Linked DNA regions of Rattus norvegicus: region 1 is linked to region 2. The links are chromatin contacts, called in public Hi-C maps. All regions are on one chromosome and are shown on one strand. Each heading gives the region's core, a stretch centred on a gene start, on an enhancer-like site or on the middle of the called end of the contact. The rest is flanking DNA. Distances are from core to core; before and after follow the strand shown. Region 1 overlaps Specc1 (sperm antigen with calponin homology and coiled-coil domains 1). Region 2 holds the start of Specc1 (sperm antigen with calponin homology and coiled-coil domains 1).

What was found. Hi-C and Micro-C count contacts between places; a contact is called where the count stands out from the background.
Region 1: a contact with region 2 is called in a Hi-C map of the A7r5 cell line, with 10 times the contacts expected there. The contact joins the enhancer-like site here to the promoter of Specc1 in region 2. A contact is called at or near these places in 7 of 12 Hi-C or Micro-C datasets (the A7r5 cell line, the Rat2 cell line, Schwann cells and 4 more) and 1 of 1 datasets of contacts at active chromatin or transcription factors (oligodendrocytes).

What each region holds. Positions count from the first base shown.
Region 1 is chr10:47,215,139-47,220,748 of GRCr8, forward strand. The region is part of intron 2 of Specc1 (sperm antigen with calponin homology and coiled-coil domains 1); the gene reads left to right. LOC134480804 (a long non-coding RNA gene) reads right to left here. Exons shown (of 2, transcript XR_010055653.1): 1 at 5,310-5,610; 2 at 996-4,659. Among named protein-coding and RNA genes, the nearest start is that of Specc1, 80 kb to the left of the region's middle. Within about 2 kb of position 4,058, at least 4 of the 93 cell types and tissues checked have an H3K27ac peak or open chromatin away from gene starts, as enhancers often do. A contact at or near this core is called in the A7r5 cell line, where this site is marked.
Region 2 is chr10:47,135,626-47,142,141 of GRCr8, forward strand. Specc1 (sperm antigen with calponin homology and coiled-coil domains 1) reads left to right here and starts at 2,801. Exons shown (of 8, transcript NM_001039017.1): 1 at 2,801-2,873.

The DNA.
Region 1 (5,610 bases), core at 2,808-5,307, 81 kb after region 2:
TGTAAGTATCTACTCCAGTGAGGACAAAAGCATTGCTCTTTCCACAGAAGGAGTGGTCCAATGCAGTCAATCTGCTACCAAGTCTGGCTGGTCACCCAGTGGAATGGTGCCATATCTGGGGCTCAGTGTCGGTTTCTATCTTAGCAGATCTTGACTCAACAGCAGCTGTAGCCAGGCCAGCCTTAGTGAGTGGCAGTCCATGTTATCAAACCCATGCCACCATGGCTACTTGGTTTGTGGGCCCAATGGTCAATGACAGGGATGGGGCGTGGGGTGGGGCGGAGGCTGACTGTACACAGGTAAGGAAGTGGGCCCACATCTTATCTGCTTGATCATTGACCTATCGTAAAGGTGAATCTTCCCACCGTGACAGATCCAGATTAAAGGTGGTTCTTCCTACTTCAAACAATTTAAGAAAAAAAAAAAAAACAAACTCTCACAGGTGTGCTCAGACACTTAGGCTTTAGTTAATGCCAGATGTAGTCAAATTGGTAACCAAGAACAGCCATCGCAGTAGACAAGGCACAGCTAACAATATTTATTTTAATTAAAAAATTAGTTACAGCTGAGCCTAATGCTGCATGCCTTTAATCCCAGCACTCGGGACACAGAGGCCAGTGGATCTCTGTGAGTTGACATTCAGCCTGTGAGTTCTAGGACAGTCAGGGCTACACAGATAGACCCTGTCTCCAAATACGTTAAAAAATAAAATAAAAATTCAAACCATAATAGCACATATTAAATTCAGATTTTAAGTGAATATATTCATTCCGCTAATAATATTCTGAAAATATTTCATATGTGTGCCAGCAATATTTGGAATGCATTGAAAATATTTTAAAGTGACACAGAGCTGGCTATGTAGGTTGGGGCTTTCTCCTCTCCTGTCTCAAGTTCCTGAATGCTAGGATTGCAAGCATGTACCACCATGCTCAGCTCTCTTAAATAGTTTTTGGAACAGTTTTTTTATTAAAATATTATGACATCATTTTCCCCTTTCTTTCTTTTCTCCCTCAAGACCTTTCATTCCCCCACCTTGACTCCCTCTCAAATTCATGGCCTCCTTTTGTTTAATTGTTATTGTTACACACACACACACACACACACACACACACACACACACACACAAATACTATCTGCTCAGTCCATTTTGTTTTACTTGTATGTGTTTTCAGGGCTGACCAGCATTCCTTACTTACCGGGAGTTCTTTTCCTGGGGTTGGGGGAACCCCTTGAGAGCCCCCCTTCCATTTTGGCATGTCTATTGATGGTGTACTAGTTCAGGTTTTGTTTAGGGAGCCATGAAAGTTGAAGTATTGTGCGTGGGTGAATCTTCCTTTTCATTCCTAGGAGACATAATCTCACTGCAGATTTCTTGATCTTCTGGCTTGTACAGTGCCCACAACCAGTTGTTCTCGGCAGCTTGACTGGTTGTGGTTTTCTGTAATGGTCTCTGTCTATTGCAAAGAGAAGTTTCCTTCACAAGGAGTGAGAGCTGTAATTATCTATGCGTATAAGGATGTCTTAGGATTTTATTGGTTTTACTGCTGTGAGACCATGGCCACAGTAACTCTTAGTAAACATTTAATTGGATCTGGCTTATGGTTTCAGAGGTTTAGTCCATTATCATCGTAGAAGACACAGTGCTGGAGAAGGAACTGAGAGTTCTACATCTTGATCCACAGGCAGCATGGGGAAGGCTGTGTTCCACACTGGGGCATAGCCTGAGCACATAAGTCCTCAACTCCCACCTCCACAGTGACACACTTCCTCCAACAAGACCACACCTGAGGCCACGCATTCAAACACAAGAATCTGCAGGGGCCGCTCCTATTCAAACCACCACAAAGGGTATACTCACAATACAATTATGATAGTTTAATGTGGTGTGGGAGTAGGCTCTCCTCTAAGATCCATGACATCCCTCACCCTGCGTAGGTGGCTAGGTTCGCTGTAACAGGCATGATTCCCCTCCTGTTGAGCAGGCCTTAAAGTTCACTTAGACAGCTGTTGGCTACGGCAAGACTCTGGGCCACTACTGTACTCCTAGGGGACATCATTGCTGTGTTTCCCTCCCTGGGCAGATTTCACAACACCTTCTTGTGCTATGAAGCTAGTCTCTGGAGGATGCTTTCCAGTCAGTTTCAAGACAGCTTGGATCCTCTGAGTCCTGTCTGAAGTGCATGGTATTTTCAGAAATAGGGACCTATCTCAAACCTGGGAGTCAACCAAGGGCAAGGGCTTGGACTTTCCTGATTAACAAATCAAAAAGGGGGTTTCTCATGCCTGGTACTGAGTTGTTTTTTTTTTTTTTTAATTAGTCTATGTCTCTTGGGCAAATATTATCAGCCTAAATAATAACTTCATTTAAACGATATATATTATTTATCGCACATACACACACATGTGCTTCTGTGTATGATATATAATTTTTAGTAGATAAAAAATAATTCCTTGTGGCTTATTCAAACATCCTGTGGTAGTTTGAATGAGAATGACCTCCTTAGGCCATATGTTTGAATACTTGTCCAGGTTGTGGAAATATTTGGGGAAGATTAAGAAGTGTGGCCTCTTTAGAGGAAGTGTATTTGCACCCTTTCCCTAGCTTTAGACCTCAAAAGCCTCCTGCCAACCCCAGTGATCTTCTCTGCCTCCTGCTTATGGATCTAGACTTGAGCTCTCAGCATTTCCTGCCACCATAATTGAACATTTCTTTGTAAGTTACCTTGATCACAATATTTGTTACAGCATTATAAGAGTAACATATAACGTCTTAGTGTTTCATTGCTGTGAAGAGACCATGACCAAGGCAACTCATAAAAGCAAACATTTAATTGAGGCCGGCTTACAGTTTCAGAGGTTCAGGCCATTATCATTGAGGTGGGAAGCACGGCAGTATGCAGGCAGACTTGGTGCAGGAGGAGCCAGGAGTTCTACATGTTGATCTGAAAGCAGCTTTAGAAGACTGCAGTCCACAGGCAGCTAGAAGGCTCTCTTCTACACTGGGTGGAACTTGAGCACTAGACCTCAAAGCCCGCCCATACCATGACATACTTCCTCCAACAAGTCCACGCCTACTCCCAAAAGGCCACACCTCCTAATAGTGTCACTTTCCATGGCCAAGCATAGTCAAACTACCACAATACCCTTAGTGTTATTTTCCTTCCTATCTCCTTCTTCTATATTGACCTTCTGCTCTTCTCCTCAATTAAAATCCCCCACCCCTTTCTTCTTTGTATCACTGTATCCTGCTGTTCCCTCTCGAGCACGTCTGCCTCCCTACCATGTACCTTTCTTGGTTTCTGCAGTTCTTTTACATTATACACCTGAAGATCTGGAGCTCAGAACCTCAGATAAGAGAGGACATACAACATTTGCCTTTTCGTGTCTGGATTACCTCACTCGAGATAGCTAGTTCCATCCATTTCCTGGCTAGGTCCAGGTGTGAGATGTGAGGTGGACTAGGCAGAGAGGTTGGATGTCAGGACAGTGTTTAAGAAATGTACAGGAGTGGTTCTGAGGATAGTGTGGTGCTGGTCATTTCCAAAGCAATGGCCGTTGCTTCAGAAAGGTCTTCCATAGGGAGTGTACTTGTGTGGTACTATTCTTCATGGTCATTGGCCTGACCGTAGAATAGCAGGGTCTTAGGAAGAGGTGAACTGAGCCTGCACCTTGCCAGCCCTACCTTTTCCAGCTGGGGGGGAGGGGTGAAAACTCCAGAGGGCAGGAGAAAAGAGGGGGAAAGGTGATAATCAGAGAAGCAAGCAGACTTCCTTCCTTAGGGAAAACTTATAAGCACACAGGACAATAGAATTTCTTGCCCATATTTCTACAGCACCACCTGGGCTTACATAGGTGATGTTTGTCTGAGAGCAAATGGATGTGGATGTCTGAACTGTTCACAAATAGGGAACTGAATCCAATCCACCCAAAATAGAACTGATGCTGGCTGAGCTGCAGACGCTGGAAGAACAAGGTAGGGGATGAAATGCAGAGAGAGTGGGCAAGGATGCCGCTGTGAACCCTCCTTGTGGTACAGGCCACATCACTCCAGCCGCAATAAGGAGCCAGACCTGTGAGTCAGGGCTTAGTCAGTTATAATCAACAAAGCGTTGGTTTGAGTTTATATGAGCAGAAAAGAAATTCAAGTTGTACCTCACTGTCCACAGGCATTGTCTTCCAGGATTACCATGGATGCCAAAGTCTGTGGGTACTCGGGGGCCCTATCAGAGACAGTGTGTGTTTTATAGAACCTACAAGTCCTTCCATGTGCCTTACACTCCAGCATCTCTGGATTACTTGTAATATCTAATTCTATGTAAATAGCTGTTACACAGTGCTTTGAGGAATCAGGTAAGGAGAATAATCTACATTTTATGTACTGAGGCTCCCCCCCCCCCGTTTTTAAGTAGAGTTGGCTAAGTCCAAGGATGACAGAGCCCAAGATCCCCACATCTCTGTGGCACCAGGGTTCAAGAATGCATCTCAGAGAGGCTAGGCCAAGGACTGGACTCCAGAGCTGGTCTCTACTCACCTCTGCCCACTGCTTTTCTCTCACCTCCCAACGCCTAGCCTCGCCTGGTGTACGTATGAAGCATATGGCCAGCCTACTCACCTCCTGTGTCTCTTGGAAAGCCTAGTCGCCTTTTTGTTCATGTTCTACTTGTTGACAAAAGGAAAGGAGAACAACAAGGAAAAACAGAATTAGGAAAAAAAAAACCAAAACAAAAACCTGAGTACTTAGATGCTGGTCTCATGCTGGCCCTACACAGGCTGCTGGGCCCTGCAGCTAGAAACCTGTTTGGGGAGGTCAAGTTGTCCCAGCATATCCTGCAGCAGCATATCCTGGAAGAAGTACAGGGTCCACCATTTGAGTCTTGAGACCCAAACAGTGTTCTGCGACAGTTCCTACAGGACAGTCTCAATGTGGTCGCCACCTTTGGCAATGGAATGTGGCCAATCAAAATGGAGACATGATTTCATCCAGGTTTGGAGAGTTAGTACCAACAACTGCAGGAGAGCTCACTAATATACACGTGGGCTGTGGATGATGACACTGCAGCCAATGACAGACACGTGTGACGCTCTGTAAGATTATAACGGGGCTGTAGAATCCCTGTGGCCTAGTGGCATAGCTACTGTGTCAGAGCACAGTGCATTGCTCACGCATGTGCGGTGACGTGTTCGTGTGACTGCTTTGCCAGTCGCATGAGGGAAAGGCAACTATCTATTCATTGTGATAAAGTTTCAGATGCTGATAACCAGATGTGTTTGATAACTGTGGGTTTGATGACTATTCTGGAACATACCTGCTTACAAAGAAAGAAATGTGCTGTGAAATGGCCATGGAGCTGTGGTGGTCTTGTTCACAGGTGCTGTTGCCTTCGTGTCCTGAGGCTGTCCTTTCTTTTGTCTTGATTTAATCTTGTGTTCTATGTTCATCATGGCCCCAGAAAGAATATCTACATACATACACACATACATATATTATCCAGATACTCTATATTTACCATACAGCTTATTATACAGTGATTTGTGGGCACACACTCAGTGATGTTTATACCACAAAAGGATTGCCTAACGATGCAATTTCTCAGGCTATCTCTTCAT
Region 2 (6,516 bases), core at 1,551-4,050:
AGGTCAGCACATAATGACAAAGGGCAGTCTGCCGAAATACAATTGGGGAAATAGGAGAAGCAACAGCGTGGTTATTTACAAAGCAGAACTTCAGAGGGGCGGGGTGGGGCGCGCAAAGATGACGTCAGATGCTCAAACTATATCTAAGGGCACAGAAGACCTTAAGAGTGCAACTAACAAGTTATTATGCAGGGGAGTATAGGTAAGGCCATAAGGGCCTGGCAGGAAGGCACAGGAGGGAGAAGGGTGAAAGAACACCAGAGAATTGTAGAAGGAACTGGGTTGGATCATGGTCATACTTTGGAGGACTGTGTCAAGTAGGAGGCACAGCTTAAAGAGATCACTGGAGCAAGCAGACTTGTTAAACATATGGTCTTATTTTCTTCAAGGGAAGGAAATGATGCCTGTTCACCCAGAAGGCTGAGTGGATGTTGTCTAGCAATCTGGTGATCTTCTGCTAGTCTATGCAGCCAGCCTTCACCCGAGTCAAAATCCTGAGCATTGTCTAGGCCCCAGTCCTGAGCTTTGTCTCTCAGCAAATAGAGCCCGTCCTAACGAGAGAGGTCCCGTGTACTTTGCATTCTCCAGCAACAGAATCTATCTTCATACAGGGCTCTGCAGGCCCCAGCATGGCAAACATGGACTCTCTCTCTCTCTCTCTCTCTCTCTCTTTCTTCCCTCTACTGAAGGGAAAACCTTCATTCCCCTTTTTTATGCTTCCCTCATCCTGCAGCACGGGGCGGGGGTGGGGCTGCCTCCATCCTGGCCAGGGTTCCTCTCCTCCTTTTATACATGCACAGTCTGCTGAGCAGCTGTGCAGAGTTTAACTTTTCCTGACTGCCCTTCAGCGGTACTCTTTCCAAGAATATTTTAACATGCTGATGTTTCTCCCATCATCAAAACAAAGCAAAACGCCAACAAAGACCCACCCAACACACAAAGCCTCCTCCCACAGTCTTTCCACCTCAATCACCAGGACCCCTCTTCCCTTCCCCGCCTCATCTAAAAAGAATTGGCTGTGTTTCATTCTCACTACCTCAAACATGACTCATGATCCTGTCATTTTTGTCCATGCATATTTAACAGTCGTAGATGACTTTTGTGTTAATAAATATAGGACATGTTCTTTAGTCCCTGGACAAAACGTCCACCCCCAGGAGAGGGAGAACCAGGGTGAGAGAAGGGACAACTCTGAATGTGGTCTTGACCTTGTTCAATTCTAGGGCCTCAGAGGTGTCCTAGAGATGTTGGGGGAGGAGGGCTAAAGTGAGAGGGAGGTCTAATCTGGAACATAAATGGTCCCTGCAGTGTACCCACGGAGTGTGTGTGTGTGTGTGTGTGTGTGTGTGTGTGTGTTCTCAAACTTGAATCTATTCCAAAATTATGTCAAGGATTTATATGTAAAAGTACAAATTGCTGGTTCCCACCTTTACAGAGGGCTTTTTTCTTTTTTGAAAACAGTAAGATCAAGTAGTGTTGTGTGTGTTGTGTTGTGTGTGTGGTTCCATGGTAGAACACTTGTTTAGCACGTATGAGGCTCTGGTTTTCATTTCCAGCACCAAACAAACAAACACCAAAAAAAAAAACAAAACAAAAAACAAAAAAACAAAAACAAAAACAAAAAAAACCCCAAAACCAAAAAAACAAAAAACAAAACAAAACAAAACAAACCCAAAGCAAAACCTAATAGTCTCTGTGAGATGTAAACTCTCACGCACACTTAAATCAAGTTCCCATACAATGTTGATCTGAAATCCTCACTTTAAGAGAAATGATCTGGTGCCTGGAGAGATGGCTCAGTGGTTAAAAGCCCAGACTGCTTTTCCAGAGGTCCTGAGTTCAGTTCCCAGCACCCACATGGTGGCTCACAACCATCTGTAATGGGATCTGATGCCCTCTTCTGGCACACAGTAGAGCACTCATACATAAAGTAAATAAATAAAATGAAACAAAAGTAAATAGGTAAAAATAAATCCAACAAACCTAGTTATTAAAACAAAAACAATGGTCTGAGAGCTTGTTTGGAGATTCTAGCAGGAGAGCACAGCTACCCTTGACCCATTGGGTCCTCCCGGACCGGAAAGGTTAACAAGCACATAGCTTGCACACCCAGACACTCATGGAACAGTGAGGGAGAAAGGCCAGGCAGTGGTGACACTTACCTTTAATCCCAGCACTTGGCCACTTGATTTTAATCTCAGCACTTGGGAGGCAGAGGCAGGAGGATCTCTATGAGTTTGAGGCTAGCTTAGTCTGCAGAGCGAGTTCTAGGACAGCCAGGGTTACATCCAAGGTTACAAAGGGAAAGGAGAAACCCTGTCTCAGAAAGAGAGGGAGCGGGAGGGGGAGAAGGAGAAGGAGGGGAGAAGGAGGGGCGGGAACCCAGAACAGACTGGGTTTAATACCAGCACTTGGAAGACAGAGGCAGGTGTATCTCTCTGAATTCAGGGTAGACTGGTCTATAAAGTGAGTTCCAGGATAGGATAGCCTTGACTATATGGAGAAACCCTATTTTGACACCCCCCACTCTCCCTACCTCCCAAATAAAAATGGAACAATAGTCTAAAGTGCGGAGAGGGACTTTCTTTCTTCTCCAGTGATATGCTCCTTCATCGACTGCCCATCAATGGAGGTTGGGCCAGTGAGAACACAGGGAAGACTTCCAGAAAGAAACAACTAGATGAGAACGGAGGCTCTAGGACTACATCTCCCAGAAAGCCCCGCACTGGCGCGCGGGCGCCCCCTGGACGTGGCCAGCAGGAAGGCGCCGGCGGGATCGCTAGGACCTTCCCCAGAGCATCCGTGAGCTTGGAAAGCCGCGGTAGCTGCGGGCTGCGGCGGCGCGGGAGTCCTGTGCGAGAGAACCACGGCAGGTGAGTTGGAGTCCGGGCTGCTCGGTCCTCTGTTTCTCAGCTGCCTTGTCTCAGGTCTGGCGAACAAGACGGGGTGCAGGAGTCCTGGCTCGGGGACGTGGGGCTGCCCTTCTGGAAAGACGCGCTGCGGTCCTGGGTACCCAGGCGGAGGGCAGCGCAGGAACCGCGCTGCAGGTGGGAACCGCAGGTGGCCGGCCCTTCCCTCGGGCCGCGGGTTTGGCGCAGCAGCCTGGCGCGGGGGCCAGGTGGCTCAGCCGGCTGTGGCCCTGGGGAGCCCCAGCCCTCCGGACAGGTGTGTGCGCTTCTGCGGGACTCGGGTGCCCCGGAGTATTCGTCCACAGAGCTGCTGCGCCGCGGTCCAGATGATCGCCTAGGGCTCGGGCTGAGGGTCTCCAGGACGCCTCGGAGCGTGGGGAACTGTGTGGATGCTACTGCGTGTCCCCGTGGTGCGCAGCCTAGTGTGAGCGCAACAGTGCCGGTCTCTTTTCCTTAATGCCCTTGGAACAAAATTAGTGTTATGTGTTTTTTTTTTTTTTTTAAACAAGTTTGACTCTGAATATCTTAGTTTGATTTTTTTTTTTTTTTTTTATGGGAGCTCCATACGCCAGCACGCAAGTTTATATAATAAGCAGTATACGCTTTGCGGGGGGGGGGGGCGGGGGGGGATCCCATTGAAGGTGCTCTTCCTTGCCCTCTATCGGATGAATTATGTCGAACTGGTTGACATGGGTATCCTTTAGTAACTGAGGTGGCTGGAGGCGAGAGATAAAATGTTTTTGAGTGAAGTCACGACCGAACCCTTCTGATCAGTTTTTGGTTTCATAGATTTGGTTATCCAGTTTCAAACACGGTGTTATTTCAACGTTTAAGACGGAGTTGGAGGGTGGAGACCGAGGGCTGTCAATCCTAATACCCTAGTCTACGGAAAATAGCTTTGCATGATTAACTCAAAGCCATCAAGTTTGCTTATTGATTATTTTGAGACAGGGTCTTGCTAACTATCACAGACGAGCCACCACACCCGCAGTCATTTTGTTTGTGTTTTTGAGACAGTGTATCCCTAGGCAGTTCCGGCAGGTCTGAAAGTGCTATGTGGCCCTGGACCCTCCACCCTCTGAGCATTGGGAATTTCAGGAGTGAGCCACACACTTGGCCAAAGAAAGCATTTTTAGAGCCAACTCCGCGGCGAATCAGTTTTAGTGGTAGCTTTTAAGTTGACTTGTGAATATGCTAGGTAGATAACTTCATTGTTTGTTAAGAAGCACCATAGGACAGTTCTGTCTTGTTTGGTTTTAGGGAAATGTTCCCCTGTCTTTCCTGCAAGTGGGCTCTGTTGTGTTAAATGTATTTCTATTCATACCTGATTTCTTAGAGTTTAAAAGTCAGAGAAGGCTAGGTTACCCTCCCCCATACTTTTGTACAGCATGCAGGTTTCCTTCTTTAAAATTTCTAGCACATTATTATTTTGCTGGCTTTCCTCACTAGACTCCTATAATACTTGAAAATGATTTTTTTTTTTTTTTTGGAGCTATGCATGGTGGCTCATGACTGTAATTCCAGCACTCCAGACTCAGGCAAGAGAATGAGCTTGGGGCTAGCCTGTGCTACATGGCAAGACCCTGTCTCAAACAAATAGTAACAACAAAACAACAACCGAAGACAAACAGAAAAACCCAGTCCCAACCCCAACAACAAAATCTCACCTAAAATGGATGTTTGGTTTGTTTGGTAGATCAAACACTAACGTTTTCTTCAAGGTTGGTAAGAAAGAAGCTTTGCTGGGAAGTTTTCCTCCTCCCTGAAGTTAAGCTTGTGCTGTTCACAGTGATCCTGCTGGGAGCTTCTGATCATTTTCTGTGCTTTGGACAGAAGAATGATCTGTTCCTTGAAGTCTGGCAGAAATTGCCTACAGACTGCCCAGGCTGCTGCTGGCATGTTTTAGAAAGCTGACAGCAGCACTCAACAACCTTCTCTCTCACTTGTGTCAGTGACCATTGATTGTTTGCAGCCGGCCTGTTGCTCTAGTCATTTTGATACTCATTATTGTCTCAGGAAATCATGAGCATTATTGATAATCAGACTCTTAGCCTATGGTACTTGCTCTCAGTTCATACATTTATGATGAGTTATTATTCTTATTAATACCAATGCTTTGTGGCTTCTCTTTTCCATCCATCCTCTTGTTAGTGTGTAATAATTGTACAAAATAATGGCTTCCACGTATTTTCTTGCATGTATATGAAGTACTTTGGTCACACCCACCTTTTTTTTTTATTGGTCAGTCTTACTTATGATTGCTTCTTTCCTGGACGGTTCCAAAGAATCCGCTTTTGGACTTACTGATTAATGCTATTATTGGTATCTTCCTATGTTACCAACTTCTGTTATTAAACTTTGATTCTTTCTGCCTATTTGAATTTATTGTGTTCATGTTCTGGTCCCTTTGAAGTGAAAGCGCGAATCCTTTATTCAACTGTTTGGCCCTTGTGCAACGAAGGTCCAAGATGTCCAATTTTGCCCTGTGGCCTGAGCTGTATTTTTACTTTAACCCTGGGTTAGGCTTTGCTGCTGCTGCTGCTGCTGCTGTGGTCTTGTAAGATGGTGTTCATCACAGTTAGCAAACTGACCTACCTACCTGTCTGCCATTCTCCTGTTTTCTGTCACACACTGTCATTGTGAGAGTATTTTCCTTCTCCTTCAAATACACTTTTATTTTTCTTTTTTTCGGAGCTGGGGACTGAACCCAGGGCCTTGCGCTTGCTAGGCAAGCGCTCTACCGCTGAGCTAAATCCCCAACCCCTCAAATACACTTTTAAAAATCTCATTCAGTCACGATAAACTGGTGATAATATCTGAGAATACCTTTATTTTGTCTCCACTTTTGGATTTGGCTTTCCCCAAGTTCCCTTTTAAAACTAATTTTGGAGGTGTGTGTGTGTATGTATGTGTGTGTATGTGTGTATGTGTGTGTATGTGTGTATGTGTGTGTATGTGTGTGTATGTATGTATGTGTGTGTATGTATGTGTGAGTATGTGTGTGTGTATGTGTGTGTGTGTGTGTGTGTGTGTGTGTGTGTGTGTGTGTGTGTATACGGGAGGACACCTAGTCAGACTCAGTTACCTGCTTCTACCATGTAGGTCTGGGGATGGAGCTCAGATCAGCAGGCTTTGCAGCAGATGCCTTTAGAGCTGTCTCGCCGATCTCTGCTTTAACCCACGAATATTTATTTTGACTACTAATAGTTTGGGCCTTCCTGTCTTATTTTGTTCTGTTGCTTATTTTTATTTATTTCTAGTTGCCGCCCCTTCTTTTTCCCACCCACCTTTTGCTTCAGGTTTTTTGTTTGGCTTTGCTTTGTTTAGTTTTTTGAGACAGGGTCTCACTATGCCATAGAACTCATAGAGGTCCTAAGCCCTGGGATTAAAGTACATACATCGCTGTGCCTGGCTAGATTGAGTTTCTATTCCATTTTTATCTGACTCAAGACTTGAAGTTAAATATATTCTTCTACTCTATATATGGTTAGGCACCCATGGATTTTGTGGCAACTGCTCATTGCAATGCAAGCATAAAGGTATGCAAACTATAAATGGGTATTTCAGTGAATTTTAATAACTGGAACCAGTCCTCAACATAAGAAGC